2 separate regions of the Aedes albopictus genome follow, and region 2 is linked to region 1. A link is a contact called in public Hi-C data. All regions are on one chromosome and are shown on one strand. The core of a region is the stretch at or near the end of the contact, and the rest is flanking DNA. Distances in the headings are between cores, read along the strand shown. Region 1 holds the start of LOC109405248 (BLOC-3 complex member HPS1). Region 2 holds the start of LOC109405281 (spermine oxidase-like).

The links. A called contact is a pair of places that touch in the nucleus more often than the background predicts.
Region 2: a contact with region 1 is called in a Hi-C map of embryo, with 9 times the contacts expected there. The contact joins the promoter of LOC109405281 here to the promoter of LOC109405248 in region 1. A contact is called at or near these places in 2 of 3 Hi-C or Micro-C datasets (embryo and whole body).

The regions. Positions count from the first base shown.
Region 1 is chr3:299,505,333-299,509,853 of AalbF5, forward strand. It overlaps LOC109405248 (BLOC-3 complex member HPS1), which reads left to right and starts at 2,920. Exons shown (of 8, transcript XM_062842235.1): 1 at 2,920-3,401; 2 at 3,458-3,601; 3 at 4,289-4,401; 4 at 4,480-4,521. The coding sequence starts at 3,279.
Region 2 is chr3:299,682,313-299,686,476 of AalbF5, forward strand. It overlaps LOC109405281 (spermine oxidase-like), which reads left to right and starts at 2,218. Exons shown (of 5, transcript XM_029857087.2): 1 at 2,218-2,760; 2 at 2,824-3,271; 3 at 3,330-4,129. The coding sequence starts at 2,588.

The DNA of each region.
Region 1 (4,521 bases), core at 1,670-4,169:
ACGCTCGGATCGTACCTCCTCAATCTAGCTGAAATCAGAAGGACAACAGTGCCCAGGCTGCACTACCAGCTAAGCACACAACTCTTAGCTGACGGTCTTTGTCATCGTTTGACCCGTGGAAGCATGAGGTAGGAACTTGTGGGGACCAGAGCTATGTTGGACGCTCTCCTTATCGACTCACCGTTTTGCAGCCCAAAAAGCACTTAGTAAGTATTTTATTAATTGATTTTAACAAAAAAGTTTATGATTTGGATGGTCATCAAATTTTCATTCGTGAAATGAGCGTTAAGCTGATCCGAAACGTCTCGTGATATGGCTTATATGTACTCTTTTTCAAATACTCCACTTAAAATTTAAGGCGACCCATGTTGCCCCGCGGCCGTCTATATGGAATTTATAAGGAATGTATCGCATAAGAAATAATGCCAATTATAAAATGTAAGATAAAACTGCATCAACAATAGCACCAAAAAAGTCTGAAAATTTGGGAAGCCGACCACTACATGGCGACCGTAACAAGACTAAAACTAATACCGGTAAATGTTATGCATTAACGATAGCATGCGATTTTTCTAAGTACGTAATTATAACTCCTATATTTGACACATTGGCTGCTAATGCTTCCGTAGAATCTTTCATTTTAACCCTCGAGCAGTCGCGTATTCAACCACCCTCAGCCAAAAATATAAATCTCGTTTCCATGTGTATGATATATTGTTTGTATACAGTATTGGGAAAACAAAAGTGCTTCAAATTCACAACGTATTATTCAAACTAAAAGCAACTTGTCTATAATTTCTTCCCTAGTGAGCAAAAGTTTTCAAAAGAAAAAGTTGTTCGAGGTCCGTCGGGGGATTTTTTTTTTGATCTACCCGTTTAATGAAAGTTAAAAACCTATATTTTCGAACAACGAAGCATTTGGCGATGTTATTTTTTTTGTGCGATAATAGTTGTTCTACCAGACACGCCGTGAGGCCTTTTCATCGTTATCATCAGCTCTTGTTCAAGAATTGATAATTGAAAATAACTACGAGAGCTCTTTAAAATTGACAATAAGTTCATCTGTTCTTGTTGTGTTTATGGTTTTATGGGCTGAATCCCAAGTATTCCTGGAGGTGTTTTTGAAAGGTCAACTAGAATATGTAATGCTTTGATAAAACTATTATAAAAACAAATAAAACCGAATAGAATCAAGATTGTTCTTTGGGTATGTAGGGTAAGAAATCAAACTTTGAACTAGTCAAATTGTAATCTTAATTTGAACCTTTTCGAAATTCATTAAAACGACGTACTTTTTAGGCAAATATTGTCCCGAAAAAGATGTTAAACAGTTTTCCGTAATATAACCTGATAACATGGGCTTTAAAAGCATTGAAAAAAGCGTTTTTGTCATGGAAAACAGGCAATTGAAAAATCACTGTGATTTCACTCATTTCCCCCCAGAGAAAGCACATTTTCGGTGCACTCGTACAGCTCATGCATTGTATCACACGCAATATGTGAACACGCCAAATGAAAGCTTATTTATCATAGAATCGACCAACCGAACAATATTTCGCATTATTTGTCATAAAATTATCAAATTTAAGTAATTCTTACTTGGAGAATGTTATCTTAAGTTGAACCATTTGTAATCTAAATTTGAAGTACATAGTAAACGGGGGCGAGCTTCCAGTGTTGGCCGGCAGACTGCGCTAGTGGTTGTTTTGTTTACTCTTGGGGGATCAAAAATTCCAAATTTCGTTTCCAAGTTCCTGAAGAGTTTAGAACATTCTTAGTTAAAATTCCACTGCCTAATGAAAAATAGTTATGAGAATTAGCAGATCCATGTGTTTTTCTATTGTTCAGCACGAAATTGGCTGTTGTGAGAGATGCTCGAGCTGCTGCCGCCAGTAGTTCGAATTAAGATTAAAATTGGTTCAAATTATGATTACGATGGTTCAAATTAAGATTAAAATCATTGTTAACAAATAGTCGAATTTTTCAATGAAATTCGGTGCAAATACAAACTTTTTACCACTTAACAGAAAGCTTATACCCGTGGCTTTCATGTACATAAGATTTTGCAGTAGTACATTATTTCCATGTGGGAGAAAAAATCACTCAAAATTTGCGCTACTTCGGAAAACCGCAATTTGGTTCAACTTTTGATTACCTACCCTATGTTATTCGTTTCACAATATTCGCTTCTTTGTAAACTTCATACAGCTCATGATTCATGCGTCTTCTTCGCATATAATTTACTAGCTTCCTACCGAAGATTCTCCACAGCATTTTGCGCACAAAAAAATCGAAAGCTTTTTGACTCCTTTGATAACCACACCTCGTGACCGTAGAGGGTATTCAGAGGATCTTAAGCTTTTTCCACTGTCCCGATTAGATCAATATCGTCTGCAATGCCGAGAAATATGTGCGACCGTGCTTTTTCCGTCAACGCTCCATACTTACTAAACAAGTGAAACTATTCAACTGTTCCAAATTTGTCGAAAATCGGCTGAACCCAGTTTTCAAATTTACGTGTGTTTGGAATAAAATAATAGCATGAAATGAGCTCACCATAACTGTATCTATGCCCAAATGTAATGTTTATATTGAACTACGTTCTAAACATCTAATATGAAGCTTGAATGCTTTTAAAACGAATACTTACGTCGACACTTCCACACTCTTGAATTTAAATTTGGTGTCAGATCTTGCGTTTAAATTTAAGTTCAATCGTAGAATTTATGATCTTTCCGCGCCTAAATTTAAATTTAAGGAACAAATAATTTCAAATTTTCTTTAACTTTTAACCTACTGTAGCTCTTCTTGTAAGGAAGCTTGCACGCTAGTTATATATGTCTGATACAAAAGGGTGACACATGAAAGTTTAGTTGAAGCTCTCTTGAGAGTCTCTTATCAGTACTAGAAATGTGTATTCTAAAGGACGCCTCGTTGGTATGCGTTCCCCCGGGTTCCGTGTTTACGAATATGCGCAAGAAAGCAGAAGGAAGGCTGTGTACAGAAAGCAACAAATTTGCTTTGACCGTGCCGTACTATCAGCATTGCCGTCCGCCGTATAGAGGGTAGGGGTGCATGTCCCTTCAGTAGAGCAGTTGTCAAGATCGGTTGTGGTGTCCTTGTTTCCGTGACGGGTGGCGACAGACAGAGTTTAGTTAGATGGTGGTTAAGCGCAAACGTGAACATTCGCTGTAGGGAGTAGGACTTGTTTGCGGTTGAAGAAAATTTCGTGAAAATTTATTGCATTGCCTAGAGTTTCATAATTCGAGTTGCCAAACATGGAGGGTGTACTATTATTCGATCAGAATAATGATTTGATTTATCAGAATTTTAACGATGCAATGCGTGCCAAAATGACCAGACATGCCATCGATCTCGGTTTGATGGAGGACGTAAAGAGGGTAAGTAAACACAGCTAAGCTGCATTTTGCTGAACTACAAATATGTTATGTTTTAGGATCCCCGAAAGGATTTGGACAATAATGTGCTGATTCAGATATTCAGTCCTCTGGTGGCCTCCCAGCGTATCATGATGTGCCAATTTGATAATGCGTACACTTCGGTGCAGATGGAGAACAACTTGAATTTAGTCTTCGATGAGGTAAGGACAAGATTTCGAATCCTTACAAGTGTAACACGCATGGGGTTGACTGGAATGTGGACTTGTCGTGCGAGTTTTCTGAAACATTCTTTTCAGACGAGTTTCCTTTTTCGTCTTGAATGTTTAGTGTGAAGTGGCTTCATACCTTTTGTTCCAGGATATACCCAAATAGCGAATGCTCAAGAAACTTCGATACCTCAATAATTATTTTATTTTAGTCAATTGAGTGTTACGTCTTCTGACATAATGTAATACTATTTGTCTTAAATACATTTGTTCGCAATTACTAATTACTACTTAATTTCCTTCTATACGAACTTGATTTTATGAAAACAAAAAATTTACACAAAAAACAATGAAGCTATTAAAATATTCAGAATCCTTACAATAGTTTATCCATATTTTTGTTTGGAGTTCATGTAGAGTACTTTTCAGTACTATCTTCATGGTCTTGTTTTGCTCTCTGAGTATTGATTTACTTTTCGTTTGGAAATTTCAGAAATAGTCTTCTATTTAATTTGTTTTAGTATGTTTTGATTAGATTCGACGTTGTCTGTAAAAAACTCAAGCAATTTTTGTCTTTGAAACAAGTTTATATTTTATAAAAAAAAAAAAGATTTTCTAAAAATTATCGTAATATGCAGTTTTTGAACACCGATTTCGTTATATCTTTTCTTTAATTTACAGTTTTTGGGCTATTTGTTCTTACAAATAAGTACTAAGGAAGTAGATCAAGTCAGACGGGAGCTTGGAGTTTGCATTTGTCTCTTGAAACATATTTGTGGGCCAAATATCTACATGTAAGTATGCAAAAGCAAAACAATCTTGCATTAAGAACGTATGCATTAAACCATTTCCACTTCGTTTTGAACCCTCAGAATCAAGAACGACACCAGGAAATCGGAGCTCCTTACTAGCTT
Region 2 (4,164 bases), core at 968-3,467, 180 kb after region 1:
ATGGTGAAGCAGTCACCAATCTGAAGCTACATCATCAAAGTCTATGCAATGGGCGCCTAAGGAATTGGAGGTGAATTATTGTTAGCGATACAAGTACGACACGGGACGCATTACTCTCGAACTGTAAAGTATTCGAGAGGAGGTATAGATTGTGATCATCAAGAAGAAACGCCGTACATACAGCAGACGAAACTGCATTACAACATCGATGACTGAGTCAACGAGTTGGAGCCGAATCAAATATGACGATGGAGTAGCTGTTCACATCGAGGACGATGTGTTTTTGTCAAGATGGCCGAACTGTAGTAGGCTTGTGCGTAATGTGAGGTAGATAATGTCATAATAAAGATACTCTTGAACCGAACTGTTCGTTGTTGCCTACACAATATGAATTCCTCCATAATTCTACGCCGAATGAAGCATTCGCTTCCACTGGTCTCGGTCCCGCGCTAATCGTTTCCAGTCAACCTGAACGTTTAGAGCCCTTAGGTCCTCCTCAACTGCAAAAAGCCAACGTGTGCGCGGCCTACCCCGAAGCCGACGGCCCCTTCCTGGTTCTCTGCTGAATATGATTTTAGCTTGTCGTTCCTCCGGCATACGAGCTACGTGCCCAGCCCACCGCAGCCTCCCGTGTTTTATTCGCTTCACTATATCCATCTCTTTATATACTTGGTACAATTCGTGGTTCATGTGACGCCGCCAGAAGCCATCCTCAGTTTACCGCCGAGTATTGTTCGCAGCGCTTTACGTTCGAAGACTGCAAAGGCTTCTTCATCAGCTTCTCGCAAAGTCCACGATTCATTGCCGTATAAAGTGACCGGAAGAATCAGAGTCTTGTACAACGCGAGTTTAGTCTTCGTTTGTAGCCTAAGGGACTTCAGCTGGTTTCGCAGATCGAAAAAGGCGGGCCTATTCGCAGCTACAATCCGTCTTTTCATCTCGCGAGTAACATCATTATCGCACGTTACTAGAGTACCGAGATAAACACATTCGTCCACAACATCAAACTTTTCACCACCTAGCACCACTTCGTCACCACTACCACGGCCGGACCGACGTTGATTTCGAACCGTCAAGAGTCACGCGAATCAGTCGAATCAGCTTCGCCGGAAAACCATGTTCGATCATAATCTGCCATAACTCGTTTCTCTTCACTGAATCGTACGCCGCCTTGAAATCAATAAACAGATGATGGGTCTGCAAGTTGTACTCCCGAAATTTATCGAGAATCTACCGCAGGGTGAACAACTGATCCGTCGTTGATCGGCCCTCACGAAAACCCGCTTGATATTCACCGACGAAGGACTCCTTAATCGGCCTCAGCCTGTTAAACAGAATTCCGGACGAAATTTTGTACGCTGAATTGGGGAGTGTTATTCCTCTGTAATTCGCGCACCCTAGTCGATGCCCTTTCTTTTATAGAGGGCAAATGAGACCATCCAACCAACTAGCAGGCAGTTCCTCCTCTTCCCATATTTTCAATATAATACGGTGTAAGAGTTGATACAGCTGTCTCTACCGAGCTTGAGAAGCTCGACCGGGAAATCGTCCTTCCCAGCAGCCTCATTGTTCTTCAGCCCTCTATGGCCGTCTTGACCTCGTATAGCGTTGGAGGTTCCACAGCTTGTCCGTCGTCGTCGATTCGAATTCTGTCTGTTGCTCTTCCATTCCCACCGTTCAACAATTCCTCGAAGTGCTCTCTTCACCTGGCAAAATGAGGAAGTGATGCTGATAAAAATTTGTGAAACAAATCTTGGTAAAACCGACAGAAGTTTTGTTTTTGTGAATTTTTATAGCCGTTTTTTTTCAAGGAAAAAATAGCTCTATGGAAAAATTGAAAAGGAAATATTGAATCAATTCTTGAACACAGTAACATTTCCAAAGATTTATCAAAAATGCAGACAGAAACAGTTTCAGAATTTTGTATTAACTGGCAATATTGTTCTTACATACAATATTTCTTCAACGGAATCTTGTGCGCAAGTACACAAACACCAGCGTCATAATTGGTAAATTGAGCATACCGACGAATGATTGTGGTAGGTATGTATGTGTGTGCTGAATGCCGCCCGGCCTCTCAGCTGTTCATAGCTGTTATCAGACAGATATGGCATGAATCTAGATATCTTCCCTTCGTTACGCAGAAAAGAAAATACAGGATAAGAGCAATAAAGATAATATTGAATGATCACATGTTCCAGTTAGAATTGTTATTTTTCATTTCATTCACACTATTTGTTTCTGAATGATTTTCTTTCAATACACTGAACAGTGATTGTGTATGTGTGGTTGTCAGTAACACATGTGCACCAGGGACCTACAAATGAATGTCATAATTTTCACCTCACTGCAGCATTGCGAATCTACTTAAATACCAAGGCAGTCGCAAAAGTAAACTTCCCATTCGCAAAGTTAAAAACTTTATATTATCAATTAATGTCGTTTCATGCATGATTTGCAACACCTGCATGTGAACAAGAACCGTACTTTGCTCGAGTATCAGTTTAACTGATTCAGCACTACGCTCTATGGGTACAAGTGTGATTACGTATAATTTTAAAATAGAGAAATAAATTTAAACCGAGTGATGAATCCCCGGATAATAGTGATAGGAGCTGGCGCAGCAGGGATAGCTGCTGCAACTCGATTGATTGAGAAAGGATACCGAAATTTGACTATTCTGGAAGCGGAAGACCGCATTGGTGGACGCATTCATACGATTCCTTTCGCCTCGAATGTGGTCGATTTGGGTGCTCAATGGTATGGATTGACATTGTTGAAGGGGTTGTGAGGAATATTATAATTCAAGAACTTTGATTTCAGGTGTCACGGAGAGGTGAACAATGTGTGCTATGAGCTGGGCTCAAAGTTGAATGTTTTTGGTTCGAACAATTTTAAGTATGAGGACTTTGACCTGGTTATGTCAAATGGAGAAAAGATTCCTCAGGAGAAGAGTCAAAAGTTAATGAGTGCAATATGGTCCATTTTGGAGTACCATCGTAACGAGTTGAGTCGTTACCGTGGTTCACTAGGTTCGTTCGTTTTGGAGAAGTTTCGGGCGATCCTGGGCACGCCGGATTACGCAGATGTAGACCACGAGACTGCTTTTCAGTTTTTGGAATTCTTCCACAAGTTTGAAAACTCTATAGAGGCATCGGATAGTTGGTTCGATACATCAGGGCCGGGCTACTTACACTACTGGGAATGTGATGGAGATCACCTGTTGAATTGGAAAGACAGAGGATACAAAACAGTGCTGGATATACTTATGGTAAGGTATATACCATTTCAAATATGAAACTAGTAGTAATCAAATTTATGATTAACAGAAACGCTTTCCTTCGCCGAATTCTGCAGACGCCATCAACATTGAAGATTACACCCATTTTAACAAAACCGTAGAGAACATTTGCTGGAACTCCGGCCCGGACAACATAGCTTCCGTGCGATGTGCTGACAACAGCGTTTATGATGCCGATCATGTAATTTGTACAATGTCGTTGGGCGTCCTGAAAGAACGCTACCAAAGCCTTTTCTCGCCGGAACTGCCCGCAATGAAGAAGAACGCCATAAAAGGTCTGTCAATCGGTACCGTAGATAAACTGTATCTGGAGTTTGACAAACCATTCTGGTCTGACGGTTGGCATGGGCTAAGTCTTCTTTGGAACCAAGACGATCTGGAGGAAATTCGCGCGTCGCCAAATAGTTGGATGGAAGATATCTTCGGATTCTACGTGGTTGACTTCCAGCCCAATATCCTTTGCGGTTGGATATCTGGTGCAAATGCTCGCCGCATGGAACGTACACGCGACGAGGAAGTTCGCAAGGCATGCATGTTTCTGTTGAGAAAGTTCTTGAGAGGCGTTGATGTCCCAGAACCGGTAGCGTTTAAACGTACCCAGTGGTATTCGAACCCGAACTTTAGGGGTTCGTACAGCTTCCGCTCGATGACGACGGACCTGCTGAACACGTCGGCGGAACATTTGGCTCTTCCGTTGTCCAGTGCGATCGGGATTCCCGTGGTGCAATTCGCTGGCGAAGCTACGCATGATCATTACTATTCAACGGTGCATGGCGCCATCGAAAGCGGATGGCGTGAGGCAGACAGGCTAGTTGGATTGTACCAAAGGTATGTATTGTCGAGTTTTGTGCAGTGTTTTCTAT